Linked DNA regions of Mus musculus: region 1 is linked to region 2. The links are chromatin contacts, called in public HiChIP or PLAC-seq maps. All regions are on one chromosome and are shown on one strand. The core of a region is the stretch at or near the end of the contact, and the rest is flanking DNA. Distances in the headings are between cores, read along the strand shown. Region 1 has its middle 160 kb from the start of Dmrta1. Region 2 overlaps Gm49890 (predicted gene, 49890).

What was found. HiChIP or PLAC-seq counts read pairs in DNA pulled down with a chosen protein or histone mark.
Region 1: an H3K27ac HiChIP or PLAC-seq map of the NIH/3T3 cell line shows a contact between it and region 2, with 5 times the contacts expected there. The contact joins two enhancer-like sites. A contact is called at or near these places in 2 of 15 datasets of contacts at CTCF or cohesin (both in the NIH/3T3 cell line), 10 of 484 Hi-C or Micro-C datasets (the C2C12 cell line, MC3T3-E1-derived osteoblasts, cardiomyocytes and 7 more) and 9 of 115 datasets of contacts at active chromatin or transcription factors (CD8 T cells, the NIH/3T3 cell line, bone marrow-derived dendritic cells and 6 more).

The regions. Positions count from the first base shown.
Region 1 is chr4:89,520,969-89,526,620 of GRCm38.p6, forward strand. No RefSeq gene overlaps it. Among named protein-coding and RNA genes, the nearest start is that of Dmrta1, 160 kb to the right of the region's middle. Within about 2 kb of position 3,918, at least 93 of the 459 cell types and tissues checked have an H3K27ac peak or open chromatin away from gene starts, as enhancers often do. A contact at or near this core is called in the C2C12 cell line, the NIH/3T3 cell line and embryonic fibroblasts, where this site is marked.
Region 2 is chr4:88,932,612-88,938,056 of GRCm38.p6, forward strand. All of the region lies in intron 1 of Gm49890 (predicted gene, 49890), which reads right to left. Among named protein-coding and RNA genes, the nearest start is that of Gm49890, 6.7 kb to the right of the region's middle. Within about 2 kb of position 2,925, at least 34 of the 459 cell types and tissues checked have an H3K27ac peak or open chromatin away from gene starts, as enhancers often do. A contact at or near this core is called in the C2C12 cell line, the NIH/3T3 cell line and embryonic fibroblasts, where this site is marked.

The DNA of each region.
Region 1 (5,652 bases), core at 2,668-5,167, 590 kb after region 2:
CTAAGGGGAGGAAAAGAAGATAAGGTAAGTAATTGCCAACACTGTGATTCCCAAGGTAAAATTTAAAAAACCCTAAAACATTAAGGGTGAAAATGCACAGAAAACAAGCAGCGTTCAGCTGGTTGCTCTATACCAAAACGTAGAAAAGAAGGGAATAGAGGGAGACCTAAGTTGACTGACAGAGCATCCAGTTAAACTGAGAGAGAGAGAGAGAGAGAGAGAGAGAGAGAGAGAGAGAGAGAGAATGAGGGCAGAGATATCCCACATTGAACAGCAACTTCAAAAACAAAGCATGTTAGAAATCAGCTTAAATATATAATTATGAAGAAAGTTACAAACTTTTACTGAATCTTGAGAAAAAAGTTAAGAAGATAAAGAGGAATATCATTCTCAGGAATGAGAAGAGAATGGTAAAATGTGTTCACTTTTGGATCCATATGCATGTGTAATGTGTAAATGTATATTTAAAATATTGCTAACCAAGGTATTGATGGAACATGTGTGTGTGTGTGTGTGTGTGTGTGTGTGTGTGTGTGTGTGTGTGTGAAAAATCTGTCCAAATGATTCAGAAGCTTATGAAGAAAAACTGAAAGAACTTCCCCATCTTTCCTGGGCAGTGGTGCGCCAAGCTGAATAAAGAAGCCTATCTCAGGTAGTAGAAACCAGGTGGCCAAGGGCAGAGAACTGGCTCTGGCTCTTACGGCCTCTGAACTTGTGGTACTGAGAAGTTCCCAGACAAAATTAACGCCATTTCCCACTGTGTTGGATGAGTGTGTCTTAGTCATTTAACAGATATTGACCATCAGATGCATCCTAGCAAGTCACGTCAACCAGCAATTGGAGAAGAACCTCACCTTTGGGGAAGTTAGAGCCCAGCTGGGGAAGAAGGCACTCACAATGCACTCTGGGAAACAACCTCTTATTATAGGAGGAGATTGTAGACACCAATCAGGACCCTGATGAAGTAAACCCATGTTTTCTGAACTGTTTGTCAAGAGGACTAATTGATTTAGCTCTAATCCATGGTGCACATCTATTTTGTGAGACTGATGAAATCTTTCACTTTTATGATGAGGTACTAAGTATGATTTATACTCATGCCCAAATTCTTTTCTATCTCATGGCTGATGGTTAATGCATCTCTGATTAGCAGGTGACCCTGGTTCATACTCTGAGGGGCATCCAAGTCACAGTCCCTCGAGAATAAAACAGCATTTCAGACAATCTCTGAGAGCCAGTTTTCTGCTCTTCCATTGGCGTTTCACACAGTCTCCCTGGGATTCGTACGTGGCCAGTCCAGTTTCTAGATGTTAAATATCCACGCTTGGCTTCCCTGGTACTGGCATGACTAGTTCCAGCAGTAGGTCAGTCTAGCCCAGGAAATGCCTTTAAATTCTTGAGTCTCTGCCTTCTAGCATTGTGCTTTAGAAAGACCAGGAAATGAAACGTACTGGAATAGAACAAGTATAATCTTCTGAAATAGAAAGATGGAATGAAAGGAAGGAAGGGAGAGATAGACACACAGAGATATCAACAAGCCTGTTTATTTGGACACAGACTGGTAATTTTTAACTTCAGAATTATTTTCAAGGGTTTAATTTCCAGTTTTGAATTTGAATCACGGTTGAGGGAAGAACTCAATCTGTAAAGTTCCCACTTTGCCAGCACCAGGTCTTGCATGAACTCCCAGAACTCACTTAAAAATAAACTTGGGGATGGGGGTTGGAGACAGTCTAGATAGATTCCTAGGACTCAGCCTCGCTTCCTTGACAAGGCCAGTGAGAGACTTTGTTTATGTTTTTAAAAAGGTGGAAAATGTGGGTGGTACCTGAGAAATGTACCTCAGGTGCATGACCTGAGGGTGTCCTCTGGCCTCCACACAGAAGCATACAAATACTTTAGTCACCTGTGTACAAGCGTGCGCGCACACACACACACACACACACACGCACACAAGTTCTCCTTTAGTTTTTTTTTTTTTTTCAATTCACAGATCTTCCAGGCTCTCTGGCATGTTCAGAGCCATGTTCTAATTATAACAGAAAAAAATATGTATATATACATACATATATATTTTTAAAGAAAAATCTATACCTCCATGGTCATCAGTTTTATAATTATATGTACCTTATGAGCTTGTTGAAAACATTAAATTAACTAATGCTTATAGAACTCCTGGAAGGGATTAAGGGTATTTTAAAAGCTCAATGTTAAGTATTGTCTTATAAATAAGAGTTGACCTATAATTATCTGCTTATGTATGATTTATCTCTCTATATAAGGATTTATTCCTATATAAGCCTTCAGAAATATGGCTCCTTGATTATTTTCTTTATCACTTGCCTGGAAGGACACTATTTAACATTTATATTTTGAATCTGACCGTATGGCCCACTGTTTCTGTATGCCTCGCATGGAGAGACGTTAGTTAGAAAGAACCTCTCAATTGATCAGAGAGAAAATGACACGCCCCTAAAAGGCAGCCTGGGGCAGTGAAGTGAGTACGAAGAAGGTTGGTCTGAGTAGCTTGCAAACCAAAACCCTTTGTGGTCCCAAATAAGGATTGCTGTACTCCTGTGTTCCTCTCCCCAAGCAGCAGGTCTGGTCCATGGGAGGTTATTCCTGGTGTGTAGCTAGCCTCTGGCTGTCAGACACAAATATGTCTGAAATTAAGATCAAGGTCTGTGAGCCTTTGAGGGGAAAAATTGAACTCAACTCTGAAAATCCCCCTGGCCATCTGCAAAGGCCACCCTGCAATGAGTGCTGTTTTAACCAGGGTTTATCTTTACAGGTGTTAGGTAGAAGCCTAGACAGCCAGTCAGCCGCTGTGAGTCATCTGGCTGTGGTGAGATTAGAAATTCCTGGAACATGATAAAGAATCCGGAGTGGAGGCAGGAAAGATGAAGGGAAATGCCTTCTGCAGCTCCCGGTTCCCACCGGTTCCCACCATGTGACCTTATGGTCCATAACTTTTGGGTCGATTTGGGCAGTTACCTGCTTGCTTTCTCACCCCCACCCCTTTCCTCCTCCTATTCATTTTTAAATATTTAGTTATTTTATGTATACGTGCCTGAGTGTATGCATATGTTCAAGAGCCCATGGAGGACAGATGAGGTCCTTTGTTCTCCTGGAAGTAGAGTTACAGGTAGTGGTGATCTGCCATGTGGGTGCTGGAAACAGGACCCGGATCCTCTGCAGAGCAGTAAGCACGCAACAACTGAGCCATCTCTAGCACCTCTTCCTTTTCTTTCCCCTTTTATTGACTTTTCAAAGTCAAGAAATCCTATTTCCACTGAATATGTAAATATTCATATTTTAACCAGGAAAGCGCACTATGTGTGTAAAGGTGGTAGATTTAGATACCGTTGAGAAGAAATAGAGGAGGGAAAGATGGGGGGCGAGGGAGGGGAGAACTGGAAAAGACAAGCAGAGGAGCGTCCGGATGGATGAGAATCGGGATGGAGTTGGCGACTCTGACTGCGGACTCAGTAATATTACTGTCTTCTCGTGAAAAAACGAATGAACAGGCTTAGCCGAACAATGGCTTCTTATTTGCAAACGCCGTAAAGAAAACAAAAGCATAATAAAAAATAAATTAAAAACAAAAAACAAAAGCAGTTAGAACCCAATGCATATTCTCTGCGCATTTGAAGTTGCTGCGAGGCAGGGCGGCTTCAAATTGGCCTCTCTTGTTCCCGTTCAGCGTAGGAGGGTCTCCACCCCACCATCCGGCCTTTCCGTACTAAAAGCTGAGATCCGAAGTTTCGGATGCTGTTGCCGGGAACTTCTTTTCACTCAGAGAGCCGTGCTGAGTGCACGGGGTTTTGATCTGTCCCTCGGGGGGAACTCCTGAGTCCCGTGTCCCTGCGAGTTCGCCTCTGAAAGTGCCGAAGTGAGGATTAGTTTGGTGTTGAGGACACCTAGTGGCGGTTTGTTGGTTGTGTTCTTCAAACGGAAAGAAAATCGGCGAAGTTAGCAACCCCGGAGGCAACTTGTCTCTTTTTCCACAACACCTTCACAAAGCAACTAAAGTTTCCCAGAAGCTTCAAGATAAAACGGCGTGGTGGTAGAGTCAGCTAAATTCTCACTTCTGCCTTTTACTGCCGTTAGACCGAATTCTCTCGGCTTAATTCCTTGTAAGGAACACACTGTGCCACACAAGGAAAGCTCTAAGGGCTGCAGAGTGGCCACAACTGGGTCAACTAAACTGATAAGCTGAGAGTCATTTTGAGAGAGACTCAGACATAAGAACTCTATGGTAATAGAAAGAGTCTTTTTTCCCCCCTGCTTTATAATGATTGACTACGCTGTACATTGCTCTTATTGTTTTCTGGGACTACAAGGTGTTAGTAATAAATGTCTCTAAAATAAATGTATAAACAATAGTTGTCCATTGCTGAAAATTCAGCTAATGGAGAATACAAGTTATCATTTTTGAGAGGTTTTCATATTTTCCACCTTCCAGTAAAAATCGATTTTCAAAAATAGGCTGAGCCCAAGATTTAACCATAGGCTGTAGTTTTCTTTTCTTTTTCTTTTTTTTTTTTAACATTTTTTAAAAGATTTATTTATTTATTTATTATATGTAAGTACACTGTAGCTGTCCTCAGACACTCCAGTCAGATCTCGTTAAAGATGGTTGTGAGCCACCATGTGGTTGCTGGGATTTGAACTTCTGACCTTTGGAAGAGCAGTCAGGTGCTCTTACCCACTGAGCCATCTCACCAGCCCAGGTTATAGTTTTCTAACCCCTGGTTTGAGTTGGTAACTCTTTATGCCGGCTCTTTCAAATAAGAGAAAATTTAGTGTGATGCAATTCGTGTAAAAATAAATAAAATTTAAGGTTAATTCATTTCGTTTAAAATTCACTTTATGTAATCTAGAATGTAATTTTCTTAAACAATACTTTTATTTATTTTTTTAAATCAATTTATTCTTTCATATCCCAACCACAGTATTTTCCCTCTCTTCTCTCTTCCCAGTCTCTCCTCCCTCCCCAACCACTACTACTCAGTTTCCCTTCAGAAAATGGACGGGCTCTCTGGGATAGCAATTAACCGTGGCATATCAAGTTTCAGTAAGGCTAGGTACCTACCTCTCCTCCTATTAAGGGTGGACAAGGTGAACCAGTCGAAGGACAAGGGTCTCAAAGGCAGGCAAGAGCTTCAGAAACAGCCCCAACTTCCTCTGTTAGGAGTTCTACAAGAACACTAAGTTACATAACTATCATATATGCAGAGGTTAGACCCACGCAGGCTCCCTGACTGCCGCTTCAGTCTCAGTGAGCCCTTAGGAGTTCATTTGTTGATTCTGTGGGTTTTCTGGTGGTGTCCTTGACCTTTCTGGCTCCTACAATCTTTCCTCTTCTTCTTTTTCCTTTGGATTCACTGAGTCCCTTGTAATGCTTTGCTGTGGATCTCTGCATCTTTAAACCATATTTTTTTCCCTTGACAAGCTTATGTATGTACAGAATGTATCTTTTAAATAAGTTAGTTCTTTGACAATTACATAATCTATACAGTGCATTATGGTTACTCCAGCTCCCTTTTACAACCCCTCTCCCCCATCATCTCTTTTATTCCTCTCTATTTTCCCTGTTTCACAGATTTCTGACATTTGGTTTTGTTCTGTGACCCATTTGGCTCGTCAGGG
Region 2 (5,445 bases), core at 1,675-4,174:
ATGTGGACTTGAGGCTTGAACCAATTCTAAAATTTAAGAAAGAACACACACACTACAATATAATGACTCTCAAACCAACTTAAAAAAATAACAAATAATCTGCTTAAATATCATTATATACAGCAAATTAAAAGCAGAGGTGAGATAGGAAACACACAGACTGCACCGTTTAGGAGATTTCTGAAATCTTTAATCTTTCCAGGCCAGTTTTCCAGTCTGTAAAATAAAAACGATCACGGCAGCTAAATCACGAGAACTGTGGAGAAGGTCTCCCATAGTACACACAAAGCATGGGGCACAGAAAACCATCAGAAGATGAAGACAACTCTACAGTCAGTACTGCTCTGCCAACAAGACAGGTGAGACACATATTTTATTTGATTTTGACAAAAAGCTCTGGGTGATATTGATTCTCTGGTCCAAGAAGGCAGTTCTGTATCCGTGTTAATGAGATGGGTTCTGAACTACAAGTGAATAACAATGACAAGCTGTTTTTATATTTTAATATGTCCAGCACACATTATTTTTAGCTTCACTAATTAGTGCTAAAGCTTGTCAATCCGCCAGTTATTTCTAAATACACAGTTTTCTTACCGCTTCTAATTTAGTAAATTTCAGGGGAAAAAAAAACCTACGAACACTTGTAATTGGTAAAATGAATTCTTCAAAACAAAGACTGGCTTTAAATGAATTTGTTCCTTAACTGAGACTTACTTTTCCATTTTTATTTATTGTTTTGATCAATTGTTAAGTAAAACAAAATTCTGGACATCAGCTTTGAAAAATTATCAAATACATTTATCAATAAAGGAAAGTAGAGCTTTCAAATTCATCCTCTTTGTCATTACTTCAAATACATGGGCATTTCACCAGGACTTGAAAACCCCCAAACAGGAAAAATCATATTAAAGATTTAGTGCTTCAAAAATTAATCTGACTGGTCTTTACTTTACATTTTCCTCATTTTATCTTCATTTATTTCTCTTTTTCATCAAAATATTCTCAGCTACTGGTGGTTGAAAGTGATAAATCACAAAAAGCAAGCATCTCTGAGCTAATTTGACTCAATATTTAATAAGATCAAGAGGACTTAAGTGAAATTTTCCTTTTATATAAAACTAAAAATTTGTCTCCAGGAGTTAAAGTGTTATAAAACTGTGACTGCTCAATTACTAAAAGCAAATAGAAGCTAGCCATCACACATCAATCTAGGTATATCTACTTATCTGTTACTTTGAAATAAAATCCAACCTTTTTCTTTGCTTGCACATAAAACCTCATCTTAATCCTATCTCTGAAGCCCCCGAGGGCTTTAGTCTGCCACTGGAGATGACTGGGTACCGAGAGGTGTTTCAGAGTTACTGAAGTCAGGATGAAATCTGACTTCACTTTAAAAAAAAATATTTTTTAAGTTTAATTAGATTCCACACTCTATCCATTTGAGAGAGAGAGAGAGAGAGAGAGAGAGAGAGAGAGAGAGAGAGAGAGAGAGAGAGAGAGAGAGAGAAGGAAGCCGGTCAGTTAGTTTTGAGTTATGGCACAGAACAGGACAGGACAGGACTCACCAGGCAACAGAATGACCGGCAGAAACATGAAAGTTCTGGTCTAAAGCTACTCCTCATTTAAAAGGCTCCACTCACCTGTAGAGCCGAAGGAGTCAGACTCCCATCTGTCCAGACACTCACACTTTTAATCTGGTTTTGCTTTATTTCGGTGATGGGGATTGAACCCAGGGCTTTGTAGGTACAGAGCAAAGTCACTGTTGTTATTTAAGACTCACAAAAGAATTTGATCACTGGCGTTGTGATGATCACTAAACAGCCAGGCTTAAGTCAGGAAACAGTTAACAATCTCCACAGGTGACTCAATAGCAACTCTGTGAAGAGGACTATATCTATAGCACACTATAATTTAGCAATCTCAGACTGTGTTAGGTAGTAGCTCTCATGAGTTGGATTCTGGGCTATCAGTCCCTTGCCTGTATTAAAACACTAGATTCTAAACAATTTTTAACAGAGACGTATAGAAATATTGGTCTCGACTAGACATTGCATGCTATACTTAAATCAGAGAGAGAGAAAAAAATCACTCAGCCCACAAGTTGTGGAGCACGACTTTCAGGGCTGAATTCTCTTAAGTTATGCAACACACATTCAGCTTATTAACATGGTCAAAGTCTACCTGAAATTGTCAGAGATAACTAAAGGAAGGTTTCAATTGTCAGGTTAGAATGGCTTTTAGACACAGTAGGTTTCTCCCACCACCGCCATCCCGGTTCGAGATCAGAATTACTTCCAAAGGGCATCAACTTAAAACACAATGAAGACAGTCCATCAAAGAATAACCTCAGCAGAAAACTTAAACCAATTTAATAGCTAAAATTCACTACTTTATACCTTTCCCATCTTCCAAATTATATAAGCATAAGTAAATCTCTCTCTCTCTCCCTCTCTCTCTCTCACACATACACACACACACACACACACACACACACACACACATGAGCACGCACGAACAACTACAATGCAAACTGTAAAAAAACTCAACATAAGTGAAAAGCCTAAATATATTCTGAGCCACAGACTCCTACCCACTACCCACCCTAGAGGACTTATAATTAAATCATACTATGTCTTGATTTCGTCCCAATTACTTTGAAAGCAGCTTCAATAAGGCTACAGCCTATACACAAATGGCACTAATTTCCCCATCTGGGTATAAGTCTTTTAACTCCAGTTGTTATGCCCCTGGCAAGGAAGTAAAACTGAGTTAGACCACGGACTGGATCTGCTGTGGAGCACAAGCTTCCGCTTTGCAAATGGCAGAGCTGACTCTTGTCTGTCCTGTCTTCTCTCAGACTCAGTAAAGGGGAGTGGGGTGAAGACTCTCAGACTTGTGGATCTGTGTCACGAAGACTCAGGCTTATACAGCAGAAAGAGGATCAACACGCATTGCTTGTTTTCTGAACGCTCCCCACCCCCGCTTCCCCCGCCTCAAGTTTCTTGCATCAGAATGATGTGTCAGAGACATCACAAAGCAAGAAATGGAAGTGGACCAAAGAAGATCATAGTATGAGCATTGGCAGTCATGTACATTGCATTTTCCCTGCTAAAAGTGTAGTTTTAAATTACTAGGACAATTATTGTTTTGCTCAGAAGATTGGTGCTATTTGGGATATTAAAATAATGGTGTCTCAAAAGAGTATTTCTCTGAAAATAGAAATCACCTAGCGAATTCTCTGTAATCTGCAAGTTGGCTTCAAGTGCTCAGTAGCTAGGATCGGCTAGAAAATACGAAACAGAACATACTTGATAAAGCCAGAATCAGGGTTTCAAGGTTATTGGAAGAGGACTTTCCCCCCTCTGCTGTCATGCATGCAATAACTGTATATTGCTTAAAATGTTAATCCCAGGAAAAGCAGAAGGTCCTAGAGAATGAATCTACAAGTAAATCTTGACCCTACACTCTACCTTTTAACCTCCTTACTCCTGAAGTCAACACAGATTTCCCCCACACCCATGTGCAATGGAAAGCTTCCTCCATCATCTCCAACCTCCTCCCAAGTTTGTTTGTTTTTTTTTTTGTTGTTGTTGTTTTGTTTTTTTAAGCCTGGAGTGAAAGACAGCCGGAGACTCTACAAATGAAGCAAGCACATTAGGGTACTTACATGTACAGATTAAATAACTGATCTACTTTCTATACAATTTACTGTCATTGTTTAAAAGCCCCCAGTGAAAATGTAGCTCAAAATGCAAAGATCAAATTTCACCATTTCTTTTACTTAAGCTGCATCTATTCTAGATTCAACAAAAGTTTTTTTTTCCCTACATTGCAGAACTATGTAATAACAAAATTTATCACTCATTAAAACTTTTGAGACATTTGGGGGTTACTTTTTAAGCAACTAGTTATTAAATATATCAAGAAGATGTTTTAAAGCATTATTACTAGCCCTTTCTTGTTTATGATTAGAGAATTATCTATCCTAAAATGCCTTCAAATTCCATATTGTCTTTTAATACTATATTTTATCCCTTAAATGTTAGTAATCAGAGGTTACATTTTCGCCTTTTTACGTTTAAAGTTAAGAGCCCCCACAATGTTCAAATGATAAAAATACTTAGACACAAGTAATGCAATTGTGGCAATTACGAAGAATTTAATGTTTTCTAATCTCAAGGCGTCAATATTCCCAGCAAAACACATTTAACAAAAACCTATCACTGAAGAAAATTATTGTTAAAACAAATCAATTAATGTTCTATAAGTACCCTAAATAGTTAACAACGGTATTTAATATAGCTTCAGTTCTGGGGCAAATCAAGAAAAATGATTTCAAAATGAGGGGAAAATGATACACATTTCTTGTTCTCCATTTTTTTCCACTTCCATTTTTATAAAGATATTCAAATAGTAGATGTCTCATAGCTTTCGTCCTATAATAACCTATTTAAAACAAGCCGAGTCCACACTGTCCGTCAAGGATTTAGTCACTACTATGTACTCTTCAGAATTTATAAAACTTCAAGAGCCTTCTAGGCTCTTCTAGCTTTCAGGCTTCTTGCTCTCTCTCACATCAACCATGAAGGCAATACCTACGTATAAAATAAAGACCTAATATGATGTAAAAGAAAAGTTTCCAGAAGGCCCACCCCACCTCCAAAAAAAAGTCTATTAAACACGAATCAAAAATGCCTATTTGGGGACCCAACCTAGTTTTCAAGAGGCCCTGTACAAGTTACAAAGGAGAAAGGAAGCGAACTATATTACTTCCTTGGTGGGGGACAACCGCACAATATTATTTTAAGCCTTTTTTTTTTTGATGATAAAAATCAAAATAAAATACCTACGGAACTGCCTCTGGAGATACTGAACAATAACCAGAATGACAGTGGGAAACAACTTAAAAAGTTAGCTCCCCTCCAACCAAACACGAGAAACTCAATAAACCTAAAGTCGAGCGTCACTTTTAAATCACTTAAAACAAAAATCAAGTCAACCAAAACTTTCTCAAAACAAATGATAAAACTGAGCATTGTCGAAACTCCCGTTCACCAAGTATTTTAATCCACAGGTAATAAACTCCCGCAAAATAAATAAATAAATAAAAATAAAAAATTCGTGCCTACTTCCCCCTCTAATTCCACTTCAAAGGTGCCAGGATTTCAATGAGGAAGCTGAAAGACGGGATTCGGATTCCAGAAGCAGTCCCCAGGCAGGAGGGCCACAGCTCCAACCCTTGGTGCAGGTTGTGAGCCCCATTGCCTGTCCCTGTCCTTTAGCTCTTTAGGAGGCCACCTAAGCTTGTTTCGCTGCTCCCTACGCGGCCACTGCCTGGCTGAGGAAACCCTGCAGCAGCCGAGGAGCCGGCCCTTCCAAGGGAGGGTCACGGAGAGAAGGGGCAGGAGCTGACGAACATCCTTCATCCTTTTTCCACCATACGAG